Regions from separate parts of the Rattus norvegicus genome. Here all the other regions are linked to region 1. The links are chromatin contacts, called in public Hi-C maps. All regions are on one chromosome and are shown on one strand. Each heading gives the region's core, a stretch centred on a gene start, on an enhancer-like site or on the middle of the called end of the contact. The rest is flanking DNA. Distances are from core to core; before and after follow the strand shown. Region 1 holds the start of Maf (MAF bZIP transcription factor). Region 2 overlaps Wwox (WW domain-containing oxidoreductase). Region 3 has its middle 340 kb from the start of Maf.

Region 1 (4,919 bases), core at 1,498-3,997:
CCCTTGTTACATGGCATCAACAGGCACAGGTCTCTCAGCCAGAAAAACATCCTCTAAAGACTGTCGTCTATGGAACTCTTCCCAAGCAACGAAAGGAAGCATTAGAGGAAAAGAGATTGCGGCACCTGCTCGCAGTTTCTGGAGCCCCTTCTCTGCAAGGTTGGCTTTTCCCATTGTGGTCCAACTAGCTTTCTTGTGCCTCTTGCCCCTTTCCACACCGGGAAATCGGAGTCTTTGCACTTTCCTTAAACCCAGAAAGAGATCACTTTTCAACTAACCTTTGCCGAAAGGTGGCGCTGTTGAGGTAAAAACCAACTCTCCAACAATAGTTTTTAATCTGAATTCTTTTGCAGTCTTTTCGGCTTTTTTTTTTTTAAGCATACCCTCGTAGACACCCCCCCCAATCGAGTTAAAATAAATACGATCAACACCATATGCATTTCATTATTCGAAGGAATCAATAGTCCCAATTTCCAAGCAGGTGAACCATTCTTCCAAACATAAGGCGGTTTCAGACAACCTTGCTTTCCCCCATTCAGTCTCCGCTCTTCTGACTTGCCTATCGCTTTAAAATCTTAGAAAAAGAGTTGTTAATTTCTTTTCGTTTTTGTTTTTTTTATATGCCCCCCCAAATATTTTTGCATAGCTTTGGAAAAATCAATCTAGATAACTGAACCGGTTATTAGCATTTGCAACGGGAAGGGGGCAATCCTACCCCGCCCCCACTCTGGGTTTCCGGACTTGTCCCAAGGGGGAAAATATGGGTTTAAAATTTAACCCTTGGAAAGGAGCTGGGAGGGCTCTGGGGTATTGCCCCCTCCCTTCACCACCAAGTTCTAAATGCCAAATGATTAAGCGAGGTGGGAGTGCAAAGGGCGCTCCGGACCCTGATAAACAGGGTTCAAATTTCATATGAGGATGGTATGGTCTGGGTGTATGTTGGGGGCATCTCAAGCGGGATTCCGGTTTCACAAGTGGAAAGTGTGGTGGATTGGAAAGGGGAAAGAAGAGAGACACGGAGGGCAGAGAGAGAGAAGGAAGGAGAGAGGAGAAAATGATTTGAATATGATTCTCAGAAGCCAGACTCCAGGCTAGAGTCCTGAGCCTGAAGGCTGAGCCTGAGATAACCAGGCTCAGGCTTAAAGCATCCCAGAATCAACTTGCTGGCACCGTCGCTCTGTCTGTCCCTCCAATGATAGAGGATGCTAGGGGGCAGCTAGTTCCTACACACTTTAGGCCCCCTGGTTTTTTAAGAGTTATACAGGCTTTCTTCCCCGCGCGAAATCCAAAAAAATAACACTGCAGGCGCACCGCTCAGTGAGCCCCGCGCGCATTCTGGGTCCCCGCACCCTTGGCGCCCCCATCTGATCACCTCACTTGCGGAGGGACAAAGAGTTGAGTCAAGTTGGCCCCCGGAGCGTCCGATTCAGGGAAGAAAGGCACTCGGCTCACCCCTCAACGGCCACGAAGGATGCAGAGGGTGAATCAAAGATCGAAAACTGCAAGACGAATGAATACACCTTGTTAGGGTGCGGGACCAGCAGGGGACCAGGGAGTTCTTGGCGGATCGCTCGCTGCAGCGTGAGAGCAGAGGTTCAGTCGGGCAGGCCTCTCTCAAACTCTGAAGAAAGCAAACCTTCCTCCCGGGTCCTACCATCGGATTCCAGCCGCCCTTTTAGTAAACTCTGTCCCTTGGTGCATTAAACTTCGCACGGGGCGGTGGTGGGGGATGTTGCTCCCTGGCTGCGCCCCAGCAGCGGCGCCGCAAGGGTTAAGCCAGCCTGTCCCAGCTGACAGTCAGCTGATTGGGCTGTGATTGACAGCTCCGAAAAGTTTCCTTGTTTCTATACTATTATGCTAATCGCTGCCGCTTTCGCCGCCTCCCATTGGCGGAGAGTGCCAGTCAATTTCCCATTTGAACCTGACGTCACGGGTGCTATAAAACTCAGCAATTGCTTTAAACTCTTCTCGCTGGATCAGAGGCTTTAAAATCTTTTTTCATCTCGGAGCTGTAGCTCGAGCTGCTTGTCCGCTCGGCCTCTCCCCCCACCCTTTTGCTCTCGGCCTTGCCTTGGTCCAGGACTTTGCCATTTTGCTTTAAAGCAAAAAAAGAAAGAAAGAAAGAAAAGAAAAGAAAAACCAAAACCAAAAGAAAAAAAAAAGGGCAAGAAAGAACTAAACTCCCCCCTCCCTTGCCTCCAGCCGGCCTGCACCTCGGTCTTGCACTTTGCACGGAGGGAGAGGGTGAGGAGAGAAAGAGAGAGCGCGCGCGCACGCGAGGGATCCGGAGAGAGAAAAGAAAATAATAATAGTAACCATAAGAGCCAGGCAGAAGAGGAGAGAAGCGTGAAGTGTTAACCACCCCGGTGTGGAGGCCCGCGCCTCCGGGACAGCCACCCGCCGCGCCACACAACCCCGGAGCAGCCGCCGCGCGCGCCCCGCCTGCAGCCCCGACCGGCTTAGGCGAGCCCTCCTTATGCAAAGCGCGCAGCGGAGCGGCGAGCCGGGGACGCCGCGCACCGGGCCGGGCTCCTCCGGCATCCTCTCTGCCGCTGTCATCACCACCGCCACCGCCAGCCGCGGAGGACCTTCCCGAGCCTGAAGCGCCCGGGATCGGAGCTCAGAGAGGCGAGCAGGCGAGGAGGGGGCCCGGGGCGAGCGGGAGAGAGAGAGAGAGAGCAAGAGAGAAAGAGAGAGAGCACATTGGCGTGAGCAGGGGGGAGGGAGGGCGGGCGCGGGGGGCTGCGGGCAGGGCGGGGGGTGTGTGCACGCTCGAGCTTTCGGGCCACAGCCACCGCCGCGCGAGCTAGAAGCGCCCTAGCCCGGCAAGCTGGCTCACCCGCTGGCCACCCAGCACAGCCCGCTGGCCCCTCTCCTGCAGCCCATCTGGCGGAGCGGCGGCGGCGGTGGCGGAGGCAGGAGGATGGCTTCAGAACTGGCAATGAACAATTCCGACCTGCCCACCAGTCCCCTGGCCATGGAATATGTTAATGACTTCGATCTGATGAAGTTTGAAGTGAAAAAGGAACCGGTGGAGACCGACCGCATCATCAGCCAGTGCGGCCGTCTCATCGCCGGGGGCTCGCTGTCCTCCACCCCCATGAGCACGCCCTGCAGCTCGGTGCCCCCGTCCCCCAGCTTCTCGGCGCCCAGCCCGGGCTCGGGCAGCGAACAGAAGGCGCACCTGGAAGACTACTACTGGATGACCGGCTACCCGCAGCAGCTCAACCCGGAGGCGCTGGGCTTCAGCCCGGAGGACGCAGTCGAGGCGCTCATCAGCAATAGCCACCAGCTCCAGGGTGGCTTCGATGGCTATGCGCGGGGAGCGCAGCAGCTGGCCGCGGCAGCGGGGGCCGGCGCCGGCGCCTCCCTGGGCGGCAGCGGCGAGGAGATGGGCCCCGCCGCCGCCGTGGTGTCCGCCGTGATCGCCGCGGCCGCCGCGCAGAGCGGCGGGGCACCTCACTACCATCACCACCACCACCACGCCACGGGGCACCACCACCACCCGACGGCCGGCGCCCCGGGAGCCGCGGGTAGCGCGTCCGCCTCTGCGAGCGGCGCGGGTGGCGCGGGCGGCGGTGGCCCGGCCAGCGCCGGGGGCGGCGGCGGCGGCGGCGGCGGGGGCACGGCGGGGGCGGGGGGCGCCCTGCACCCGCACCATGCCGCGGGAGGCCTGCACTTCGACGACCGCTTCTCGGACGAGCAGTTGGTGACCATGTCGGTGCGTGAGCTGAACCGGCAGCTGCGCGGGGTCAGCAAGGAGGAGGTGATCCGACTGAAGCAGAAGAGGCGGACCCTGAAAAACCGCGGCTATGCCCAGTCCTGCCGCTTCAAGAGGGTGCAGCAGAGACACGTCCTGGAGTCGGAGAAGAACCAGCTGCTGCAGCAGGTCGACCACCTCAAGCAGGAGATCTCCAGGCTGGTGCGCGAAAGGGACGCCTACAAGGAGAAATACGAGAAGTTGGTGAGCAGCGGGTTCCGAGAAAACGGCTCGAGCAGCGACAACCCTTCCTCTCCCGAATTTTTCATGTGAGTGTGACACGCGATCCCAGCTAGCCACCTTGTTAAATGCTCCGTGGGGGTCCGGCTCCTGAGTGGGCTTGCCAGTTTGCAGGGCCACGCTCGCCACCACCTCGCCCCCTCCCCTGGCGAGTTTGCTCCCCTTGGCCCTGCACGCACACACACACACACACACACACACACACACACACACACACACACACACACACACACATACACACACACACACACACAGCAAGCTTGTGGTGGTGGTGGTGGCTCTTTTGAGTTGGGGAGGGAAAGGGTATCTGGCTCATGGATTGCCAACCTGAATTCCCCTGTAACTTGCTAGCTTGGTTGTTTTGGTCTTTTTTATTATTATTATTACTCTTTTTACACCGCCTACCCCACACATACCCTGGACTTGCACAAGGGTCAAAGATCTGAGCAGGATACTTCATGTAGGACATAACTCACCTTTGAACCCGGCCATCAAGCGCCTGTATATTTTTTTTCTTCTTCTTCTTTAGTTCATGAGCTGGTGTTCATTCTCTGTGTGTGTGTTTTTTTATTTTGTTTGGATTTTCTTTTTTCTTCTTTGTTTTTGTTTATTATTACTAATTTTTTTGGAGCTTGCTGTGTTTCCCAGCCTCTGCCCTCCCTCCCTCTGCACCATGTTCTTGAGATAAAAGAAAAAAGAAAAAAAAAAAAGAGCAGGGTTTTTTCTTCTCCTCCTGAGTTCTTCTGATTGAGCTTGCAAAGGAAAAAAATGTGAAATGCTATAGACCTTGCAGCGAGCTGAGTTCCACCGGGTTTTTTTTTTTTTTTTTAGGCATTGTTATGCTAAAACTGAATGAATTAAAGCCTCTCCTGAACCTGCCACAATCAAGGCTGCATCAACCTTCTGGGTGTGACTTGGG
Region 2 (4,919 bases), core at 1,808-4,307, 490 kb after region 1:
AAACAGATCTGAAGGTGAATGTTGTTATTCCTTGGACGGAGCAGCTTGAGGTGTACTCCTCACGACATGAGTGATGGGAACATTTCCAACTCGTCTTCTTTTGCCAACTCAAATCCTTCTTCATTAGAAGTAGGGAATTAGCCCAGCAGCCCAGGACGGATCTGGTGAGGGCTTCGGCACCCACCCCTAGTTTTAAATAACATGATGGCATATCAAGCTCCCACTTCCATACCGCATTCAACAAGCAAGATACCTGCCAACATGCGGCTAAAAATACCCTGGGCATACGCAGACCATCATCCATCTCCGCCTGATGTGGGTGGGTGACTGACCCCTGAGCAGGTGGAGAGCCAGGAATTTTTTTTTTTCCTGGATTGAGTCAGAGTTGACTTAAAACAGATGTTCTCCCAAAGCTGACCGGGCATATATAACAGGCATACGTACGGACAACCGTTTTGAGACGCGTTCCTACCCAAATTGAACAAAGCACTACTTCCTTGAAAGGAACCCTGGGGCTGGAAGGGTTAAGCCACCTTTCTCCCAGGGCTGAAAAAAAGAAAAGGGGTTAGGGGGGTTACCAGGATAGACAGAAAAAAAAGAAAAGAGAGAGAGCTGTCGTTTTGTATTTTCAGGATTGTAGAAAAGCCACCCCCCCCCCTTAAATGTAAACATTCATTAAACTAATTTGAAGTTGTCATTACTCTCTACCCTGCTGCTTTATATCAGATTATTCCTAAGTGCTTGGTGAAGAGTCCCATAAAGACACACTCGATTCCTCTGCAGGGGATAATCGCGTGGTTTGCACAGTGATTTACACGGTGTGGTACGGGGAAGTGTCCTCAACTTTGAAAGAGGCCTCTCGGCTCCTCCGGCAAACAATGTCTGCCTTTCCCCCACGGAAATAAAATTCCAATCGTTCCCTCCACGGCGATTATGAGGTCCCCATTACCTTCTCTCCATCCAACTGGAGATAATTAAAAGCAGTTCAAAGCACACGCCAGAAGGTACTGGGCATTTTATTAATAAACGCAGAACCGAGAATATGTGCGATGGGTTTCATTGCGGATCCGCGCCATGGGATGTGCTGATGCTCCTTGCCTGCCTGACTTCTTTCTCCCCACCCTCCCCTCCTTGAGTTAGGGGCAGCCAGCCATCCCGGGCTCTGAAACCGAATGGACTGAGGAAAGGACAGTCCACCTTCACACTTTCAAGCCTGAGCCCCTTATGCACACAGATCTCCTCAGCCCCTCTTCGCTCAGAGAGTGTGATTCCCAGGCCCACGGGTGCTGGAAAGAAGATGTAGTCACTGAGACCTTTTTCAGTAGGACGGTGGTCTGTGGTTACTATGCATCCTATTAAAATAAAGGGAATACGAGTGTCCACTGCGTAAGGCTGCTCTGGTCTTCACAGGACGTGAGGAGATATATGCAAAGACCCCAGAACGGTGCCAGCCGGAGACAGACATTAGCTCAGCTCAATGTTGCTATGTAGACACATGTTCAGAAACACTGAAAAGGGTGCAGTTCCAAGCAAGGAGTGGGGGCATGCAGGGCAGTACAAGCTTAGCCTTCAACTGTCTCCATCTCTCCTGTCTAGTGTACCTGGTTCCCAGAAGTCATGGCCAATCAGCCACCATGCAGCCTCAGCTCTTATATTTCTAATGACCCAGCTCTGAGTCTTTGTCAATGGACCCAGTCCAGTGTTAGTCAACAGCGGGAGTAGTTGCTGGTCACTGATGCCTCCGCCCCTTCACGTGCACACCCCAACCCCCTACAATTAGCATTTTGTCAGAGAACTGAATTAGTTCAAGCAGAGAAGACAGAGCTGGGGATGAGACACAGTGCCTGCCTAGCATGTGTAGGGTCCTGGGTTCTGTCCCCAGCACCCCATAAACAGCATCCTGGTTTATTTCTGTAATCCCAGAACTTGGGAGATTGAAGCAGGATGATCATAAGTTCAAGGTCATCCTCAGTTACTTCATGACTTCAAAGCCAGTCTGGGCTACGTGTGAGACCCTTCTCGAAAAGACAGGGAGGCTTGCCAAGGCAGTAGTCAGTACATTTCTGCATTCTTCAATGGTATATCAGACTGACCACAGCCGTAGCCTTTTGAACTGCGAGCAGCATTCCATGGGTCTTCTTAACACTTTACACAAGTAAGGCAGGCTTGGGAATAGCACCCAGTGGAAAATACAGTTATCACTTCTTCCTTAACCTCAAGCAGTGACAGGTCCTTAGTCCCGAGGTAACTACATAGTGGGTCTCTTTAGCATCCAAGGGATGCGCCCCAGGACAGCCTCAGATGCACTATGAGTTTGCAAGTCTGGATTCTGCCACAAGTGTCTGCCATCAGGTGAGCGGCATGTTCTTTAATATCTCTACACTTATAAAAATTCCTCTGTGCTACAGTAATTATGACATCTATTCCATGGTGTTTGGTGGGGAGGGAAAGCCTTTGGCACATAATGAGCATTGGTCAAGCACTGTTAGTTGTGACAGTCACTGGCTATCATCCACTCAAGTCACAGCACACACATAGCTCTCAGAAGATACCCACAGAGACACTGCAAACCTTAAAGAATAAAAAGAATGCATTAAAGCTTTTTTTTTTTTAAAGCAAGGTCTCACACAGCCTGGGGTAGCCTTGGACTCTCCATGCTAGGATGCCCTTGAGACTGTTAACTTCTTGCCTTCACCTCAGGAGTGCTGAGATGACAAACGTGTGCCACCACACCTGTTATCTTGTGGGGCTGGGGATCCAACCCAGGGGTCTTGCATGTTAGGCCAACCACCGGACTACCTTGAGCTGCATCCACATCCCTTGAAGTACTTTCCCACGTAGCGCCAGTAGCCTCATGGTTTACGTTAAATAAAATTGGGGCTGCAGCTCCATTTGTAACTGACTTTGTAAAACGAGACCAAGAAATACCCCCCCACAAGTGTCCAGTAACTTCTGAGTCGGTGAAATGTATTTCTCAGCTTTCTTCATGGGGTGCCAGGCCCTGACATAGAAGGGTGTGAGCTTGCTAGTTATTCCCAGTAAGTGCTGGTCGGGCGTAATGAGATTCCACTGAGCACACATTGAAAAAGCTCCAAGGGCACAGGCCACAGTCTAAGTAAGGCTCCTCTACCTTGGCAGGGCATCAGAAAGCTTGGGCATCTGCATCCCATACTTTACCTAGCTATTCCAGATCCTCACCGAGCCACGGTCTGCGGCCAGTGTCCCATCAGGGAGAGGAATGCGCTGGGAAAGTCCAAGCCAGTCTGTCCTCAAAAGGTGACTGGCAGAGTCAGTGTTGGAGAATCTGCATTTTTCCAAAACTGTTTTTTTTTGTGGGGGGGTGGGTGGGAGGTGAGGGTGGGGGTGAGGGTGGGAGGTGGGGGGGGCGGATGATTGTGGATCAGGTCTCACCAAGTTCAAGGAAAGGACGCAGCAAAGAGGGCTCTGTAAGCCTCCCTCTAAGAGCAGGTAAGGATAAGAAATAGTGACAAATCAACCACACATCTGGTTCACGTCAGAAATACAATCGGCTATACCCTAATTTGGTCCGGTATTTATCAGCTTTGGTGTTTTGTTTTGTTTTTAAAGGGTAAAATGGGGCCCGTTTGATGAAGAAGTACCAAGGATAAACTCTAAATTAGTGAACTCAGGGGACCAAAAGTAACACTTCAAGGAGGAGAAAGAAAGAAAGAAAAAAGAGAAGGGAGGGAAGGAGGAACAGAGGGAAGGCGGAAGGGATAGTGTAGACATCAGAACAAAGTATCTTTTAAGTAGCACGAAGGTAACACTGTCTTCGATAAACATGGCGGGAGTATAAGAAAAACCATCAGAACCTCCAGCTTGACTGGATCCACAAAGACTGTGTCTTCCAGCTCTTCTCTTGATACAAAGACTGACCCCACCAACAAATTCTCAAGCCAGGTTGAGTATCTCCTCCCTCCCTCCCTCCCTCCCTCCCTCCCTCCCTCCCTCCCTCCCTCCCTCTGTCCCTCCCTCTGTCCCTCCCTCCCTCTGTCCCTCACTCCTTCCCTTCCTCCCTCCGTCCCTCCCTCCTTCCCTTCCTCCCTCCCTCCCTTCCTTCCCTCCTTCCTTCCTTCCTTTTATTATTTCTCCATGCTGCAGAAGTCACCCCTTTCCTGGCAGTCCCTGTGTTTCAGAGCAGGTAGCAGGTAGTTGACAATATAGTTAATGTCTTCACTTAAGCAATTACACACTAGATTAAGGGCTTCACTATGAGAGTGTCTTTACCCTGTGTTTTATGGCAAAACAGCACGTTTCAAAACGACAACAAACTCTAACAGCATATTCATGTAATTTTAGCATGAAATCAATTTCTCGCAAACACAATTATTGTTACCTAATTCTCCCACCTGTTTGGGGCTCCCTGTAAATTAAGTTAAAACACAACTTCACATTAATTTTAAATGTCATTTTTCCAGAGGAGGAGTTCCCCCACGAAGCATGGAGTTGATAATCGTCTCGGGAAGTGGGTATTTTCGACACGGGTGTTATCGACACAGTGTTCTAGACAAGCAACTATATCTGTTTCACAGTCATTGTTTTTAACTTCACAGTCAGCGCCCCCTTTGCTGCTTGTTGTCTCCAGGTTTCCCTGGGTTTAAAGTATGTAGAGAGGAGATGAGGTCTTTTCCAGTTGATCCACAAACAAGGTTGTCAGCCAATAAAATGACATGCATGTGTATAAATAATATCCTGGCTCCTACCTCTGCACAGCCCCGAACAAACTAGCAGTAACAAGACCTTGACAGATCCGTAGTAAAACTTGAACTTCAGACACACATTCAATTTTTATAGAAGTTGGGTGTGTATTTAGAGACGCCACATCTTGTGCACTGCCTGTGTAAAGGCAGAGACTAGTGAGTGAACCAGACATGAGGGTTTAACTGATCCAAAGTGAG
Region 3 (4,919 bases), core at 1,151-3,650, 340 kb before region 1:
GTAAATTATTCTCTTAATAAGTTTCTCCTCTAAAGAATTTTAACTTGCAAGTCCACATAAATGTAATTGCACAAAATTTACACTAGCCAGCATACTCAGATATCTCCTCCTGCACACAGAATGTGGGAAGGGCCACACGGAAGTAATTCCTATTTTCACCCCAGTTCGTATGTTTGAAACCAAGGTGGGTGGCTCAGGACTGTGAGGATGGCTGGCTTCTATTTGTTCTTATGCTCCTCCTTCCCTCCCTCCCACCCACCACTCCCCAACACACACACACACACACACACACACACACACACACACACACACACACACACACACACACTGTTCTCCAGGTTTATAATAGAGCAGTGCTTGGCACATAAAGACATGCTTAGAATACTTGTGAAAGAACTGGATGGACAGATGGATACAAGAAGGAGCATGTTTTTTGAATTACAGCCAGGAATTACAGAATGGGTGTAGCCAAGTGTCCACATCTTATTAAACATTCACCACCCCAAGAAACCTAAAAGTCTGGAAAATCGCCTTCAGTCAGAAAGGACTGGGCAAGGAAGGTGAGCACTTTGGCGTATGCTCACAGCATTGTTGAAATAGAAGCCGCTTCGAAATCCAGAGTTCAGGCTCACAGATACATCTGTTCTGTAAGGCCACGTACTCATGTCTATGGTCAAGATGTGATCATTGTGTTGTCTAAACCACATCATGTTTTCTTAATGGGGTTTAAGCATGACAGCTTATAAGAGGAGGTTCCTAATGCATTAGCTGCTGTTAGTATTTACACAGGGCACCAGAGGGGGCTTCCTGCTGTGCAGGGGAGGAAGACACAAAAAGCAGCCTGCAGACAGTCATACTTGGATTGTGTCTATATTTGGAGGGGGAGGAGAGAAACAGGAAAGAAGGAGGAGAGAAAGAAGGACAGAAAGAAAACAAAGAGAGGATAAGAATGGGGAGGAAGGGCAGAGAAAAGATAGACAAGGAAGAAGCAGGATTTCGATTAAGGCTGGCGGGGCAGGAGCCTCAGTGAGTGTAGCCTTCGCTCGAGACTTGGCAGCAGCCTCGGAAGCTTCCATCACTGCTTTTTGACAAGGGAGAGACGTTCTTCGGAAGTTTGCTGAAAACTTGGATGGAGGTTGGGGCTGCCGAAAACTTGCAGGGGAAGCTGGCGAGATGGTCTCAGGAGATGAGACAGCTGTCACATGTGAGAGGGAGAGAGTTTGGTCAGATCACAGATCAGAGCTGTCTGCAAGTCGCCAGAGCCACCTTTGTTAAAACAAAAGTACCTTGCAGGTACTTTTTTGTGGTCCCCTGTGGTCCCAAGGGGGGTGTCTACCACTCCAACAGGCAGAATATCAGTCACGGCGGGGATGAGAGCATTCTGCCTTTGGGCCAGAGTTCCCATGTAGAGGGTTTAACCAACTTGTGATAAGAGCAGGTATTATGGCAAGCACGAGTTCATACATATAAAAATTCAAGCATGCATACTGCCATCTGTACAGCTATACTCTAGTATGTACACACGTACAAACACAGATGTCCCATGCTCACACATCCAAATATTCTTGCATCGCCCACATGCGTGTGAATACTCCTACATGGGTACACTAGCAAACTCTGCCAAAAGCAAAAACGTACATATGAATGTCCTCACCACACACATACACTCGCACGCTTCCACAATTTTTGGTAAGCACCTATACTAACTATGTACACTTATAGTAAGTATGCTTATCATAAGCGTTTTAAAACACAAACATGCAGTCATCTACACAGCTGTTCATGACTGCACGCATTCACGCAGAGATCCACGGACACTCAGCCACAGACACACGTGAACAAACTCCAATGACCGTCTCTGAACACACCCATTCTGCCCCTCAGAGCATAGTTTTCTGCCTCATACAGAACTCACACATGTGTGCCCATAAACAAACCTGCTTAAAAATCTGTTTCCTACAGACAGACTCCTCTGGGCTAACGTGCTCCTGCTATGTCGGGATACTTGCCTGCTTGGAAAAAAAAAGTTTAAAGAATATGTCAGGCCAACTAATGCTTGGTAAAGCTGGGAGAGCAGGGGGGAAGGGCCCTTGTTCTGGTTAATAGCGTGGCCATTTGTGTGGCTGCTGCTCTTCCCCCGCCTGCGTGTTATTCAAATCCATACATTGTGTTTGCCTTTTGTGTCCAGCTTCAACAAGCCTCCCTTTGTCCCCATCACAAAGGCCAATAAACTCTGCGTGGAAAGTAAGGTTCAGGGTCTGCTAGACATTATGACGAATGGCCAGGCAGTTTATATCCTTGAGACCATGAACTGATATCAGGAGACAATGGCAGAGAGGGAGTCCATTGAGCACAGAGAGCCCCCTGGTAACCCCACGGGGGCTGAGATGGGCAACAAAGGGGCTATTGAGAATGGTGGCCCCGCTGAAAACTGTGAGAGAGTGAGCTGGTGGCATGACCACGTGGCTGGCCTCCAATGTGGCTTTTGTTTGCTGGACGGTGAAAACTGGCACGTAGTTCTGTTTATCTTTGGGGGAGATTATGGAGGTATGGTGGACAAGTAGGAAGGTTGGTATTCGTGGTGGGCAATATGATGGTCGGATGTCCACATATACTGTGGAGTAAAAACCTCACAGAAGTACACCGTAGACAACCACATTTCTCATTTGTGTACGTGTGTGTATGGAGAGGGTGAGGGTGACAGTATTTAAAATCTGCTTTCTTCTTAAAGTGCAAGCTACGTAGCACAGTACTGCTGACCACGGTCACCATGCTACATACACACTATACCCAGAGCTCCTCACGAAGTAGAGAGTTAAGGGTACATGGAGATACAGAGAAGCTCTTACAAAGTCTGCCCTAACCCTTGAACATAAACTTAGACCTGCTTTTCCATGCCCTTAGGTACTGTGTCACAAAGGGTAATGGTTATTCAAGATACATGAGAGTGAACTGATTGGGGACCATCTCACTGAAATTCATCACTTCCATCTAGATTCTGTATAATTTACCTCAGGGATGCCTTTCCACCTGGGATGAGAATGGTTTGGGAGCTACACAAATCCCCAGTGTGCTAAATTCCCGGGAGCAACCAACAGGGATGGAGAAGATTCTGTCTCTCTCTCTCTCTCTCTCTCTCTCTCTCTCTCTCTCTCTCTCTCTCTCTCTCTGTTTCTCTCTTTCTCTTTTCCTCCTCCTCCTCCTCCTCTTCCTCTTCCTCCTCCTCCTCTTCCTTCTTCTCTCTCTCTCTCTCTCTCTCTGTTTCTCTCTGTTTCTCTCTTTCTCTTTTCCTCCTCCTCCTCCTCCTCCTCTTCCTCTTCCTCCTCCTCCTCTTCCTTCTTCTCTCTCTCTCTCTCTCTCTCTCTCTCTCTCTCTCTCTCTCTCTCTCTCTGTCCTGTGTTCTTTTCATTTAATAATGACTTCCTTCCCACAAAACAGTCATTGAATGCTTACCTTTGGGATGCACTACATGTAGTATTTCAATGGTGTAAAATTAGGACCGACCTGATTTTCTAAATATAACCCAAATGTTGAAATGTATTCATGTCTATTGTATTCCTCCATGAAGGTGGGCCTCCAGCAGAAGTCCCTGATTGTGCCTTCTCTTCTGCAGACATTCTTACCCTTCGCTTTTCCTGTCTGTAATTATTCATCGTTGTCTTCTCTACTGGCTGACTCCCATTCCTGCTCAGTGTCTGAAGAATGGGATGGTTCCACTGATGAATTTGAAAGGATCTTCGTTTGTGACTTCCCTTTATTCTGGGACTATAAAAAGATTCGTGAAAACATTACTAAACGGGGACATGATATTTAGGGCAATCTGAAGCCATGTGCTTGGACCCTGGTCACTCCTTTTGGCTAGAGGATAAACTCTCCTAAACCTCTTGAGGTGAGGACTACACTTTGTGTTGCTAGCCTCTTGCCCTGTTTGTTTGCTCATCCCAGACTAGGTTCTACGAAATAATAAACTCTCATTTCACTCTGCTCCATTAGAATTTGAGTGTCAGTAGTTTTCATGTGACAGGCCAGGGTAAATGTAAGGCTTTGCAAAAATATAAATATAAGTGCCCCAAACTCACATGTGACCACTCAGAAACCCAGAGTCCTTGACGGGTGCTTGAAGGAACCATCAAACTGCTAATCCAATTTTCAAGAATTAATTACACAGAATAATCTGTCTAATAGGCATGGTGTATGGGTTTCCCTTGTTGTCATTTAAAAATTTTACCATGTATAGCTCCTTTAGATGACTGCAATTTGTTGCTGGTCACCAGGGTCCCTAAGTCTTGCCCAGTTGTCAACCCTGCCTCCGCCTCCATACTTTAGCCAAATGAACCTTCTGATATGCAAACGAGACCCCCCCAACCCCTCTGACATGGTAAAGCAGTTTCTCCTATGTCCTTGTTTTTCCCCAGCCCTGTCTTTCATGGGCATGGCATGGTGAGAGCATTTCTTTCAGGCTTCCCACTGACACTTGAACTATTTTAACCTTTTAGAGCATATTAGATCCTCAGACTCTGACCCAAGCACCAAAAACCTCCCATTTGGAGACCTCTGCCTCCCTATAGTTTCCCCTTTACCCCTGAATTTTCACCTAATCTCCTTTTCCTGTTTTTTTGTCTTCCTCCAGGGGGTAGAACTAGCAACCCTTCCCTTAGATGCCTCAAATGCTACATCTTTTCCAGCCAATGTGACAAGATGTTAAATGACTAACTTGCATCTCTTTTCACCAGGGAACACAGCCAGACTTGAATTCCCCAGTTGCATCCAGCAAACTGACAAAATGGTTAGAGATAGAAATGGAGAAGAAACAAAGTTTCAACCCTTTCATCTTCGTCTTTGGTTCTAGGACACACTCCAACAAGGAAAGAAACAAAACAAAGGCAGGCAATAATATATGCTATAAGGAAACACCAATA

The links. A called contact is a pair of places that touch in the nucleus more often than the background predicts.
Region 2: a Hi-C map of psoas muscle shows a contact between it and region 1, with 2.1 times the contacts expected there. The contact joins the enhancer-like site here to the promoter of Maf in region 1. A contact is called at or near these places in 1 of 12 Hi-C or Micro-C datasets (psoas muscle) and 1 of 1 datasets of contacts at active chromatin or transcription factors (oligodendrocytes).
Region 3: a contact with region 1 is called in a Hi-C map of Schwann cells, with 8 times the contacts expected there. The contact joins the enhancer-like site here to the promoter of Maf in region 1.

What each region holds. Positions count from the first base shown.
Region 1 is chr19:60,619,184-60,624,102 of GRCr8, reverse strand. Maf (MAF bZIP transcription factor) reads left to right here and starts at 2,747. Exons shown (of 1, transcript NM_019318.2): 1 at 2,747-4,691. The coding sequence starts at 2,924. The coding sequence ends at 4,033.
Region 2 is chr19:60,126,034-60,130,952 of GRCr8, reverse strand. All of the region lies in intron 8 of Wwox (WW domain-containing oxidoreductase), which reads right to left. Among named protein-coding and RNA genes, the nearest start is that of Maf, 490 kb to the left of the region's middle. Within about 2 kb of position 3,057, at least 2 of the 93 cell types and tissues checked have an H3K27ac peak or open chromatin away from gene starts, as enhancers often do.
Region 3 is chr19:60,960,597-60,965,515 of GRCr8, reverse strand. No RefSeq gene overlaps it. Among named protein-coding and RNA genes, the nearest start is that of Maf, 340 kb to the right of the region's middle. Within about 2 kb of position 2,400, at least 9 of the 93 cell types and tissues checked have an H3K27ac peak or open chromatin away from gene starts, as enhancers often do. A contact at or near this core is called in Schwann cells, where this site is marked.